2 separate regions of the Hordeum vulgare genome follow, and region 1 is linked to region 2. Evidence: chromatin contacts called from public Hi-C data. All regions are on one chromosome and are shown on one strand. Each heading gives the region's core, a stretch centred on a gene start, on an enhancer-like site or on the middle of the called end of the contact. The rest is flanking DNA. Distances are from core to core; before and after follow the strand shown. Region 1 holds the start of LOC123426671 (OVARIAN TUMOR DOMAIN-containing deubiquitinating enzyme 6). Region 2 holds the start of LOC123426670 (mitochondrial fission protein ELM1).

Evidence for each region. Hi-C and Micro-C count contacts between places; a contact is called where the count stands out from the background.
Region 1: a contact with region 2 is called in a Hi-C map of seedling, with 8 times the contacts expected there. The contact joins the promoter of LOC123426671 here to the promoter of LOC123426670 in region 2. A contact is called at or near these places in 2 of 6 Hi-C or Micro-C datasets (leaf and seedling) and 1 of 1 datasets of contacts at active chromatin or transcription factors (embryo).

What each region holds. Positions count from the first base shown.
Region 1 is chr2H:464,171,292-464,178,016 of MorexV3_pseudomolecules_assembly, reverse strand. LOC123426671 (OVARIAN TUMOR DOMAIN-containing deubiquitinating enzyme 6) reads right to left here and starts at 5,304. Exons shown (of 9, transcript XM_045110539.1): 1 at 5,098-5,304; 2 at 4,021-5,016; 3 at 3,160-3,321; 4 at 1,937-2,014; 5 at 781-859; 6 at 547-692; 7 at 349-417; 8 at 73-235. The coding sequence starts at 4,701.
Region 2 is chr2H:463,901,319-463,908,722 of MorexV3_pseudomolecules_assembly, reverse strand. LOC123426670 (mitochondrial fission protein ELM1) reads right to left here and starts at 5,784. Exons shown (of 10, transcript XM_045110537.1): 1 at 5,389-5,784; 2 at 3,110-3,345; 3 at 2,346-2,442; 4 at 2,078-2,227; 5 at 1,860-1,986; 6 at 363-475; 7 at 225-288; 8 at 40-133. The coding sequence starts at 5,574.

The DNA.
Region 1 (6,725 bases), core at 4,055-6,554, 270 kb before region 2:
CCAGTTTCAGCCAAATAGCCGATCAATGGAGGCACTATAAATTTCCTCAAACAAAAGAGAAAGTATGCTTACTTGCGGCGGAAGAAGATGGCTCTGCCCCTGACCTTGATGACTTTCTGAAGTTAACCTGCTGCTGGTTCAGATACTCTGCCCGAGAGGCCTCCATCACCATCCGCTCTATTTCCTTCTCAGTTAACTCCAGATCAGAGTAGAGTCGCCCTTCAGCCAAAAGTGCCTAAAGTTGCACCAACAAAAGCATCAAGCGCACGCTATTTGATGATTTGACCTGTTTACTTAAAAACGTGCTTTGATGGAAAGTAAGAACACAGAAAGAAATAGACAGCTCACGTTCTCAATCTGCTGATCTTGCTGAGCTTTTATTGCAGCCTTCACCTGGTCCCTGTCAACACTGTTGGTCTATACACACAAGGAAGTGAAAGTTTATTTAACACAAACAGTTCACAAAACCATCCATCACAAAATGGTTAATAGGGAAATAATAACCACCAAGAATCATGCCCGACAAGGAAGTTTCCGAAGGCTTACCCCTCTAAGGGAGCTAAATCCCAGGCCTGCCCCAACTGTCAGCCGACGAGGATCAACAACTGAATTATAATGGTTACCGTGATGGTAACTTAACCTAACCGGAGGAACATCTGTGTTATAACTTCCCTGAAAAATGTTAATGGGATCTGCAACAAGAGCAAACCGATATGAGACTGAGAGTAAGAGAACTGGGGTTACAAAGAAGCACGGCTAAAATGCTAGAACGAAATTTACCTGTACTGTACGAATATATGTGAATTGGACGATTGTACATCTCAGCAAATGCCTGGATCTCAATGTTATTGCCATATACCTAGAAAATCAGGTAACCAATCAACACAAATCCATTGCAATTATAAAGAAGCTAAGGTGCTAAGTTTTTCTTTGTATCACATGACTCCTTTTTTGTATTTGATTTGAAGTCAGCTGCTGACTATGGGTGTGTTTGGTTTGAGCCCACCAAAATTTTGGCAGGACAGAAAACTTGGTATATCATTGCTGTTTGGATTATAGCCATTGCACCTGCCAATTTTTTGGATCCAACTAAGCTCGCAAATACTTTGGACAACTTGTATTAATTATTGCTTAGTTTGATACCGATTCAATTTTCATGATCAGCCAACAGAAATGGAAAGTGAGAATAGTATGAGTTGCTATTAGACATGGCTTAGCTGCACTAACGGAACTAAACATGCACTTCTATTCAAACAGGCGCTAGATGAAACGTGACGCGCTTGCATCCGTCAGCATGTACTCGTCCCGTTAATCCACTGCACTAATTGCTCTAATATTATGGTACAGAAGGAGGCCCCACATACGTAGAGCAGGCAAGCTCGGATACCAACTTTTTAGCGAGAGTTTTGCAAGCCATCAAGTACGCCCATGCATTGGCGAAAACTATACGGGAACTTAAGGGCGGGCTTTGGCGAACCAAAATTTTGGCATCCGTCCAAGCAACAGTCAAATCTCATGGGCAAGCCAAAAAATTGGTATGCCTAGTATTGGTTGTAAACCTAAATACCCTATATACATTGAAGCAATACTGCAATACTAAAAAGAACTCATGTGCGGCAGAACAGGTCAAGAAGTAGGAAGAAGTGCATGCCTCCCCATATCAAAGCACATATACTACCAAATACAGAATAAATAGGACATTTTAAGTAAGTCTCTACAGCAGTACAAGATCTAGACAGGTGGAAAATGCTTGTGCAGTGGGGCACAGGAATGAGGTATAAAATCGAACAGGAGTCAATACAAAAATTAATTCAATTGGAAAAATTGGAAAAGGCAATCTAATCTTGGAAGCCATGTTGTACAAATGAGGGACAAACATATATGTAAGTGATGATTTGCCTACCCATTTTAAGCAAGCATACAATGCATAGCCTACCTTATCTTTTCTTTTCCTTTTACAGTATGGTGTAAAGCCTTCCGTCATGAACTGAGAAAAATGATCCCGCTCCCTTTCCTGGAGTGAAAAAAGAAAAACACAATGAGCACTTCAATTGCCTCGCTATTGAGTATTAACTACGCCGGTCCAAAATAGGTAACACATATGGAAGTTGCATCAGTTTGCAAATAGATGTAATTTTGGGCTTCTGGGTGAAGATTTTTAAATGCCCTTTATTAATCACCTACATAAATGGGTATAAGATCCATGGGATTAACTATGCCAATAACTCAAGAGTTAAAAAAGTAGTTACTCCTCTTGTTTTACATGCATGAAGCTAACAAAATGACAAGTAAGCTAAACTAGATTGAACTAATAACAGTTTCATTCCATGTCGTATGCTGCGTCCCAAGCACAAAGAAGCCATGTAGTTTGCGCACACTTTCAACTGCTTACACTGAGTACCCAAATTCCATACTGTAGAGTATAGACTATAGACAGCAAAAAATTACTCTACTAGGAAAGCTAACTGTGGAAGTGGTGGCCACATGAGCAGTAGCATAACTAAAAAATTCTGCTGTAAACCACAGGGCACATTGCTAAAAAAAGAAGAGTGGGTAAATGATGAAAAAAATTGTGGAAAACTTAAAATAATATAATCAGATACATTCCTGCCAGCAGAAAAGAAAATTGTCAAATCAGCAATATGTGAGTTACTCGGTGCTACCTCTAAAGCTATCTTTCTTAACAGAAGGCTCACTGTCACCAATCAGCCAGGCAGCAACCTAATACCAGTCATCAACTAGAAGACTGGAACTAGGTGAAGTTAAACTATATACTATCCAGCAAATATTCATTTATATCTAGGTAGCATCCAAGTTTTTGGTAAACTTAGAACTTTTTGTTCTTCAAGATTTTGCCAGTTTACCCTCGTAACTTTCGCGCCTTATTGGTGTTCTCCTTATACAGACAACACACATATTAGTGCATGTTCAAGAAAAAAATGCGTCTAGATTATTGTAAACCAAGCAAAGTGGGTTGAACGAGGAGACAAGGAAATAATATGCTAAAATAATGAATAGCCAGAGCTTGTGAATTGAATTAATGAATTAAAAGTGTAGGCATAAGTGCTATTACGCTACTCATTGTCAATAAATGATTGTCTCGGAAACACAAATTTTAACTCTGGAAAATTACTACTCAGATGAAAAGATGCAACCTACCATATAGTCAACACACATCTGCCTAGCCATGTCATACGTTTCTGGATCACCATAAACTTGATCAGCAACTGCTCTGAATAGGCAATTCCCATCTGCAGCCATCTTTCTTATTTCAAACCCTTTCACTCTCCTTAGTTCATGTTCGAACATATGCTCCCTTTCCTGAGGGAAATAAAATACATCAGGACCAGTACAAAATTATACTTACTCACCATGTACGTAGAAATCACACTAATAAATATAAGCAAAAGACAATGGCATTTTATGGACCAGGATTAGAAAGGCATATCAACTTACTTATCAGAATAAGCAATCAAAGCAAACATCTATTATTTTACTCTTAACTAAAAATAGCTCCTCACAAGTGCACCATTCAGTGTACGTAGCAAAACAGCCACTAACAAATATAAGAAAGAGACATTGAGATTTTATAGACCAGGATTATATATGCATATCTACTTACTAATCATAATAAGCAATTAAAGCAATCATCTACTATTCATACTCCTAACTAAAAACAGCTCCATCAAAGTGCACCACTCAGCGTGCATAGGAAAGCAGCCACTAACAAATATAAGCAAGAGACACTGAGATTTCATAGACCAGGATTATATAAGCATATCTACTTGCTAATCATAATAAGCAATTACAGGAAACGTGTATTATTCATACCCCTCACTAAACCCAGCTCCCCAAAAGTGCACCATTCAGTTGCAAGGGATCCAAAATATCTACGGCATTACCTTCATATCGTATCATATATCAATGTTGATGTAGTACATAAACTAACTATACTAACTATATACGTAAGATCCAAAATTAAAGCCCACAAGTATAATAGAACCAGACAAGAGAACATACCGAATCATCATAGCTAGAGGTGTAACAGGCACCTTGCTCATCTGCACTATTGTACCCTTCACAATCAGCAAGTGACCTAGGGGAAGAAGGGCGAGAACCTGAAGCAGATGTCCAAGCTGCCACCGGTGGCCAAGCAGCTGGCCTTCTTGAAGATCCGATCCGCACACCATTTGAGCTTCCAGATCCCATTCTCCTCAACCCATTATTACCAGATGATGATGGTTTTGGTGGTGGAGCTGGGGGAGGCGGTGGGTGTGATGCTGCGCCGGTTATCTGTGATGGCACTGTGCCTGACTGCATAGAATTCCCCTGCTCAAACTGATTGGAAAGCTGGAGTCCTGACAGCTCCACCAAGAAAGGGGGATCGGTCGCATTGGAGTCATCCTTGGGAGGTTTCTCCCTCTCAGATCTCTCTTCCACATGACTTGAACTCTCGGACACAGTTTCAACCAGCCTTGAAGGATCATTGTTACTACTTTCGCCACCCTCAAGTAGATGCTCAGTTGTATCACCTGAAGCCAAGAGCTCCAGTGGCTGTGGCTGCACCGTAAGCTCCTCCTCCCGGGTAGCAGCTGCTGGCTGGTTCTGCTGCTGCTGTTGCTGCTGCAGTGGCTGTGAGCCCGAGCGAGCCGAGTTGGACGAGGAGCCACCGGGCCCACGCTGCACGAAGATCCTCGTCATTCCCCAGTTTCGTCAGCGAAGGCTCCGCGTCTCAACACCAGCAACCCTCTGGAATTAGAGGGATATAGGGGCGCCCTTGTCCCGTGTGCGGACCTTGGGAGCGGTGAACCTGAGGCCTCCGCCGCCGCTGCCAACGAAGCTGCTCCTCTCGTCGTCGCCGGCGGCCAATCTGAGCATTAGACTGCCAATTCTCATCAGAACCAGGGCGACGCCGCTGACCTCGAGGCCTCAGATCACAAAACCCTAGCTCCCCCGAGATCGTGACGCGCAGGCTATCCCCGGACGGCAAGGGCGGCGCACCACCCTCCCAAAACCCTGAATAGCCCGCCAATTCGATCAATCCCGACGAAACAAGACAAATTTCCTAGGGTTCCGTTGGGGGGTCGGGCGGGTTACCTCGTCGGGGAATCCGGTGGGCGGGGCGACGGGGACGGCTCCGGGCTGAGGAGGGTGGACCGTGCTAGGGTTTATGGGACGGAGATTCGCGTCGTCGCGTGATTCTGTCGCGGGTGCTTCGGGGGATTCAGTTTTGGGTGGAGAGAGAAAGAGTAGCAGTAGGTGAGGCTGGGAAGAAGACGACGATGGAGAGGAAGAAGGGAGACGAGGGGCGAGAGCGTGCCAACATTTTATAAGCGGAGAAAGGAGGGTGGCCATCCGAGGATGACATATGGGACCGAAGAGCAGCGTCTGTAAGCAATGGACGGTAGTCGCTACGCCCTTGGTTTTGTGTTGCCACGAATCCCGTTTGTGGCTTTGTATTTGGGTAGATAGATAGGACCGAGGCCCAATTCGGCCACGATTTCTTACCTTTTCTTCTTCTCAAATCCTTTTTGTGGAATTTCTTCTCAAAGTTATTCTTTTGTTTGATAATGAGCAGGTGATCTCGACTCATAAATTAGGAAAAAAAATCTGTGACTAGATGCACGTGCTTTTGACGGCGTTTTCTATGAGTTCTACCTTAGAGAAGCCAATATAGCAGTACATAAAATATAGCTAAATATTTTTTGATTTATTAGGATATTTATACTTGAATCAATGAATCCCCTAGCTTTCTCATGCAGTCGCTTATAGTTATTATTATTTTGAAAGATCCAGCTATGCTCGCGTTTCATTCATTAGCAGAGAGAGGGCGGAAAAACATGTGTTGATCAAGTGATCGACGGTGCTAAGAGAAAGAAGAGTACAAAAAAAGAAAGCCAGTCCAAGTTTCCTATGCTGGCGGACATCTACTCATCTCCCACGGTATATCTCCGAAGGGGTGCTCAATGCAGGCTGCTCCTGCAATCCTTCATTGCTTCATGTCCCGACGATATGCTTCGATGATGGCTCTAACGCATGGCATCTTCCTCCTGAAAGTGCACTCATTACGCTCCAGCCAGATGTGCCAGGCTACTAGCGCAATCATCGACCTCGTTCCCTTCCTGAGCTGGGAGTGGCCGCGTTGATGATCATCTGGACACGCTTCGTCGTCGTGATTCTGGAGCTCCAAACCGCCTGTGCCACGGAGTGGCATCCACGCCGTGTTGTCGTCGTGTTCCATGCATGGATGGCAAGCGGACACTCCTAGAACAGGTGCATAGAGGACTCAAGATTTCGAAGGCAAAGCTGGCAGAAATAGCAATTCTCCCAACCGCTCCACTGCAGCCAGTCGTTGCACCACAACCGATCGAGGTGGAGCAGCAAAAGAAACATCTGGAGCTTGCCGAGTGCCTAGATCCGCCAGATGGTCTTGGGGAAGCTAGTTGGCGGACTAGCCTGAACTGAGTGGCGTAGGCGGACCACGCTGAGTACAACCCAGAGCTACTAGCAGTCTAACGTATCATGTCGTTCCGTCCCTCCTTGATGGTTATGTCCGCGTTCCTGATCTCCCTGGCCAGCTGGAGCACGCTATGCATGACGTTGTCTGGGTCACCATGGGGAAGATCAAGTATCCATCACCCCTCATGCAGCACGTCGCAGACGGTTCTATTCTTCCTCATGGAGCGTGCGAAGACCATAGGGTAAGCCACGCGCAGCTGCCTACC
Region 2 (7,404 bases), core at 4,535-7,034:
AACAGGAACAATGAGTACAAGTATACAGTACTAACTCACCCAGTGCTGCACGCCTCACTTAGCATACTTATCGAGTCTGCTGTTATGATGAAAGCATCGGCCCATGCAAGATGCCCTAGGTGTGGATTAGGTTCTGCAGCATATGAAAATTCAGATCAACATAAATTCTGCATAGAAAAATCAAAACATCTGATAAATGTCATTTTCTTATCTAGTATATCTACCTTCACCACCCCAAATGTAGAACTTTGGATGTGTGCTGAACTCTCTCAATATAAGATCGGCCACCTGCCAAAAAAAAGGTTCCAATATTTAACTGTGCACAACGCATGAAACAAGATATGAGCAATCCATGGTCCTACCTTCTGTGGCGTTCTCCTGGAAAATGAAATTCTGACACTTCCACAGGTCTCTGAAACATTGTGCAGTGAGCTTACCAACTGCTTGGCAAGGTCTACACCATAATTACAGTTTCCTGAGAATCGAAATGACATGCATTAGATCTATATATATCAGTGCGTAAGCAGAAACTGCTCAAACTGTGGTCTCAAAATTCTAAAAGTACGAACTGTGGTCTCAAAATTCTAAAAGTACGAAGCAAGTGAAGGCATATAAATGCCTTGTATTTTGTTAGCAACAGCAATTTGGCAAATTTGAACAAGATAAATAGTAATAATACCCTCACCCCCACTCACACACCCAGGTCTCCAAATATTTTTGAATAAAAAGTTAAAAGTATCATTTGTCATTTTAATGTGGTCAACTCAAATCTAAATAATCATACAGATATCGTTAGCCGGATATTTAAAAGTTTCACTGCACACATCCCAAGACGCCACTCCTGTGTGTGCCGTGTGGAGAGAGTAAGACAAAGAGAAAACATGTGGAATGCAAGAGTTTACACGAATGAGAAAAATGGAAGGTGTAGCCTTGAAATTTATTTACCATATCCTGTTTCTATGAGCATACAGTCTAACTTAAAGTCCACAATTGAATTTTGTGATACAATGAATCAGATGCAAATAAAAATAATTTGTTATGCTTCGTTTCATGATTTTGTAAGGAGAAGAAAAACACAGTATAACAATGGAATTCCTGATAAACTCTAAATTTGGGATAAAGGGCATTTGGGAAATGCACATACTCCCATCTTAGTTCAGAAGGTTTATCTTCATGATACAAAATATTTTGTTTCAGGTGATGTATATTAGACTTGAGCGTTTGCAATCAGTAACAAAACATTATTAAAGTTTGCAACCCTGTCTATTGAAGTAATCCAACAACCCCATCGTTTGGGATGTAGAATGTATAATATTTATACCTATTATTGTAGTATAAAGCATACTACAGCAAAAGACATCAAATTTATTCAACTGGCATATTCCAACACAAATGATGTTTTAATCCATAGTGCATGAAATATCGGCTACTGAATACATGAGATTGTTCTTACTCGATAGCATGCGTACCAAACCCAAACAAAAAGGAAAGGGCAGGATAAATCAGCAGATCAAGATATAAGTTATTCTCTTGCCACAGGCAAATAAGTTGTCTGTTTTGTAACTATGTGTAGTGTGTCTGTGCCTGGCGGGGCAGCCAACCATATGATGAACCACTCCAACTGGCGTGCAGAAATGATGAGGGTTACACAGACATTGCTACTAGGGTGAGATAGGGGGCATGAGGCCGCAGCCTGCAACAGGAAATCCAGCTACATGAGCTTCACATTTGTGTACTGCACTAAATGGTATGGAGGACATCGCTTTGGCAAAGCAGTGGCTTGTTCGATGGCGTGCCATGAAACAGAGATACGACGGGTTTTCTCTAGCATGTAGACAGGAAGGGAAGGAGGAGTTTACTTGTTGGTCCTCCAATGCTTACTACTACCAATGGCTTTGGCAAGGGAGCAAGTGCATCATGCCAGTTTGTAGCAGCAATGCGTAGTGCAGCAGAATCTGCTTGGTGAAGTGCTCCAGCTGTCAGGACCTGGCTTTCCAAAGTTCAAAGTTATGAACTAGAACAGCTGGATGAAAACATATGAAGATTTGCAACAAAAAGAAAAGAAAAAGCAGCGTACCACGTTCGGACCGGGTGGTTCTCGTGGAGTAATCCATCTCCGGAAAAGCCACGGTACTTCTTGTTGTCCCTTTGCAGTTAAAGCGTAGTAATCATGACGAGGAGTCACCACCAAATCAAACCTATCAAGGCGATACCTGGGGTGTTGTATCTGACATAGAAAATACAGTAAAATTAAACTTAGCTCAAATTTGGATGGCAAGCAGCACAATGGTTCATATCCCTAGCTGAGTAACAATAAGCCACTGATATTGGTTTCAGTATTCTACCTGAATGACAAAGACATTATCTGGAGCTGAACACCTTACGGAGCTGGCATATTGTATGGTATCACGGCCACAAGCAACAACGATCGCCAGGCCTTCCCTGAAAGCGAATCAAACTTTGAGGAAATAGAGCAGAAAGAATAGATGCTAGGAACATTTAAATATTTATGGCACAAACATACGTGCTAAAGAATGTATAGGCTAGCTTACATTCTTCATATGAAACTGACCAATCAGGAGTATGTTTTAATAATAGGTTGCCTATTTCAAATTCATGAAAGAACACCTTCTCTTTTAAATGTTCTTCCTGGAAGTATGGTTCAAGTATTCAAGGATATGACATGTTTGACATAGTGGTATGTCGTGATAGTAATACTGATATGACATATTATTACAGGTTCCATGGCCAAGAAGAGAAATGAAAACGAATTATATGATTCTACTATATCTTCCTGATATACCAACACAAGCTCAGTCATAAGCAGCCAGTGTGGTGATTATAACTTATAACGAAGTCATAAATTTGTAAGTAGACCAGGTAATAAAGTAATCAACGAACATGCTGTGGGGAAAAACGTCATTGGAAGAACTAAGCATTTGCTTGGGAATGGAAGGATGAGTATGGAGATTTACTGATTCATGCATTGTGACAAGCAGACAAGGTATTGGAGTAAAATATTCGGAAGCGGCATAGAACCATGATCAATATAAAACAGCGCAGTAGTGCACAAACAGCAAAGCAACAACATAAGAAATGTGAACCTTACTTCTCGAAGGTATCACGGACCATTGTCACTATCCTTTTGGAATCTGCTTCCAGTACAGAAGACAATCCAAAAGATTGAACATTACTGACATGATAAGGTGCCAGTTTTCCTTGAAACAGTGTTGTGAACGTCGTGTTAGACAGTATATGTCTGAGTACTTGGTCCACCATTTTATGCAAGGAGATAGGGAGAAAGTGCAGCCACTTGTTGATTCCACCGGTTGGCCTGATAATACGCTGCATGACCCAACATATTTCATAAATAAATAAAATAATGAGAGTAACTCAAGGTCCATAAGAAAGGCAAAACAAAAAGCATATGGAAGGGGTCACTGACATAATTATATGAAATTCTAGATAATGGGACCTAAGAAAAATACTGAGAAAGATAAAGATAGTGAATATCAATAAGAATTTGCATTATATTAAGTTCCTTCTTATGTTGTTAACCGAGCTACTACACAGGCATTTGAGTAACTACAGACTAGACAAAAATGACAAACATTTTATTAGCTTGTCACTGCCATGGTTTTCTTATTTATGTTGTTAACCGAGCTCACACAGGCCAATGAGTAACAGCAATCCAGAAATAAATGACAATCTATCTAGAGTATTTCAGGGTAGAGCCATTCCCAGATTCCAATCAGTACACAACCAAAAATTCAATCATGGATGTCACATGACACAGAGAGCACTAAGGCACTACATGCTACTGAAACCCCATAAATCACACAGAGCGCCAGGCCAAGAACCAACCGGTACCAAATCCAAAAATCGCCATCTGAGAATTAAGTTGATTAGGCGTTTCAGAATCAACTTGACAATTGGCAATAATGTTTACACCCCTGATTTGCAGCAATAGACTACAACACTGACACGATAAAATAGAAGAGGCTGTGGTAACAATTAACAAACCCCTCTAAAAGCTAGAAGCAAGATTCTTGCATTACTTACGGAGGACAAGGCTATATTATGTTTAAACCATGATTACACCTCCAAAACCAAGCCTTGAACAGAGGCACCAAAAATATACAACACATGCCGCTCTTACTCTCTAGCAGCTTGAGTTTAGGAATGATGACTAGTTGCCATATAAGAGCAACTATAGTAGAGTCACCATATCGTCCCGATCACCATAATAACCGCTTGTTTGGCAATTTTGGCCAAAAAGCCCTCTCTAGCAGAGTCGCCATCCCGCCCTGGAACGCCATAGTTTATGGAGGCCGCTTTCAAATTGAGCCCGCGAGTCTCTCCATATTTGGAGGCTGTGGGGCGTTGCTTTGGAGCACGCCCCATCGCCAACTGCCCACGCTGGAGGGAAGTTTCACCTCTCTCCTCATCCTCCTGTGTGGCCCATCTTCTCTCCCTGCCAATTCCACTGCTCCGGCGTGAACCGCACCGGACCATCACACCGCCGTGCCTAGACTCGTCACATATGCATCAATGCATGTGCCCCCATGAGTATCATTCACCATCGACATGGGGCTCGATATCAAGCTATAGTCGCTACATGTATGTAAAAGCAACAATTTTTTGAACACCTATGATAAGAAAATGACGCTACTCGACTTCTCTCCCCTTGTGTAAGAACTTTGTAATGGAATGTTTAGTCAATTTAAGTGTTCAATCCCTCAAATTGGGTGTACTGAGTATTGAGGTGATGCGATAAAAAAATACGGAGGCCGCAATATGGTGTATCTGATTTTGTGCGTGACTCGGCTGCAAATATGGTGACTCTGCTAGAGTTGCTCAAACATAGTACTATAATTTTGCAAGAAAATAAATAAGATGATCAAACCCCCCTCTTATCAAAGCTGAGTGCAAAAGAAGAGCTAACAAAACGCCACGTCATTTGAAATTCTTTGTGGCTTCTGATAAGCATCCAAGAAGCCAAATACAATATTAGAGCTTCTTCTAGAGAATTCACCTTTAGGGAATTCCTTAATAGGATCGCCCGCATAATTCTAGAACCCACTACTTGAGATCCTTTTCTAGAGAATTCACCTTTAGGAATAGCCGAATAGGCTCTTGGTACATGTACTTCAAACAAAACATAATTCTAGTACTGAATTATACACATCTGCCCAATCTTCTCCATTGCAAGTAAAGTGGTTGCAAGCCACGGGGTTTATTCTAGTAAAATTTACTAAGTAGATCATTAAATCGCAAAACGCGATGCGACGCTAAGCTGATGACATGATTAGCAAGGGCACAAAAAACGATCCTGTCACACGGTCATCGCAGGACGAGAGGGAACGGGAGGGGCGGCGGCGCGCTTACGTAGAGCGTGAGGCGGTCGGCGAGGCCGAGGGCGCGGACGAGGCCGAGGCACTGGTTCTCGGCGCCTGGGCAGCCGTTCCCGATGACGACTGCTCGGCGCACCGCGGCGACGCCACCCGCGAAGATCTCCGGCGCCCGATCCACGTCGGGCGGCGGCTCCGGCAGCCACAGCGGGCGAATCGACATGGCTAGCTCGCCGGCTGTGAAATCAGAGCGGGAGGAGCTGGGTGTGGGGCCTATGGGCTGTGGCTTGGAAGCAGGACGCGAAGGGATCAGTGAGGGGCGATGCGATTTGGTGCGAGCCAGTCTTGCGGGAGAAGTTTGGATTTTCACCCCTTTTTGCGTCTGCCGAGAGACGGAGGGAGTGGCCTGGTGGGGGAAAAGGGACGAGGCGACGAACTTAATTAAAAGTAATTTTTATCTAATATTAAGGCGGTTAATTTTTTTTCTCACCGTCGTGGCTGTTTTGCAAAAAAAACCTGAGGTTTTAGGTACTCAACCCGCGGTCCTTCTTTTAATGTGAGAAAATGTTTCATCCCGGGTTGAAAACAAAAAACATTAGCAGACACGGGCACGGGCTTCTCCTCTCTCCCTCACCTCGCGACCTAGCCGTCACAAGCGGCGGTCACCTCGCGACCTAGCCGCCACAAGCGGCGGTCACCTCGCGACCTAGCCGCCACAGGCGGTGGCGCACGACTTGCGCGACGCTTGATTCGCCGACCCACGCCGTAGATCGCAGCACCCTGCAACACTGTTCCGCATCAACTCTTCCTCTTCCGAGTGCGCCCGAGCTCCTCGCTATGCGCCGCCTGGGAGGGTTCACGCTCGTCGCTCGACCAGAGCCACCGCCAGTCGGTCGTTGTTTGCAGTTGCCGGCGACCTTGCCGTCCCTTCTCTACACCGCCTTCCATCAACTTCAGATACGCACACGTGTGTGTGGATCTCCTCGGTTATGTTGTGCACACAAGGTGTTTGTGTGTTTGTTTGAGCCAAAAAAATTCCTTAAGAAATCCTTGCAATCCCTTAGAGAACCATCCTTTTCTTTGCAGGGAAGCAAACATTTTTGGGTGGTATCATATTAAGGTGATACGGAACGGATCAGTATGAGGTGTTGGAGCAGACTTGGAAGGGGTCTTTGGCTTTATAGTTCAGGTACAAGGTTGAGAAGAAGAGGTCAATGTAATTCTAGCCATGTTCATTGCTCTCTAGGATCTTGTGAAGTATGGCTTTGTTTCAGGTTTGTCTTTAAGGTTGTAAAGGATATGACATTTCCTTTGTTGTGTTCAGGAACAAGTGGTCATGAAAAATAAAGGTTTGTTCTTATTTACTTGGTTGGCCACGAGCCCACCACATTTGTGTTATATGAATTGTTTTTACTGCTTGCATGTGATAGCCAGAACAACGGGTATGATTCTGTTTGTTCTTCTATATATTCGGTTGCACAACCTACAGTTTCAACATGGATTATGTTCCATTGTATTTTGAAATAGCCAAAGAAGGTCTCTAATAACATTAAGTAGCAACAACAAGTCGGTCTTCATACCAATAGGCTATATGAGTACGTGATGTCATTTCAGATCATAGAATAACCACTCCTCTTCCTTTTGTGCATATCTATAGAGAGATATACCTTTGGTTATCTATGAGATCTTCTTTAATATTTGTATTTGTGGATCCGCTGATTTTGCAAAAAGAAAAAATCTTACAAGAAAAATACTAAGAGCCAACTTATGTCATCAATAATCAACATTGCATCTCCATGATTCTGTGGGTTTGTAATAGTATGTCTAGCGTGCCAGCAACTTTTGAAAAACATGATGTAGAAATCGTGCTGCAAGAATCAGAATATCAATGTGTAGATGCCTTTTCAGTTCATATTTAATAGTGATACAAAATTGTATTATTTTGTTTCTGTTCAAAAGTAAAAATAAACTCAAAAATAGAAATATACCTGATATATGATTTTGTTCTGCTCGTAGTCTGCACTAAAGAATGTCCATCCTTGACATGTCCTAC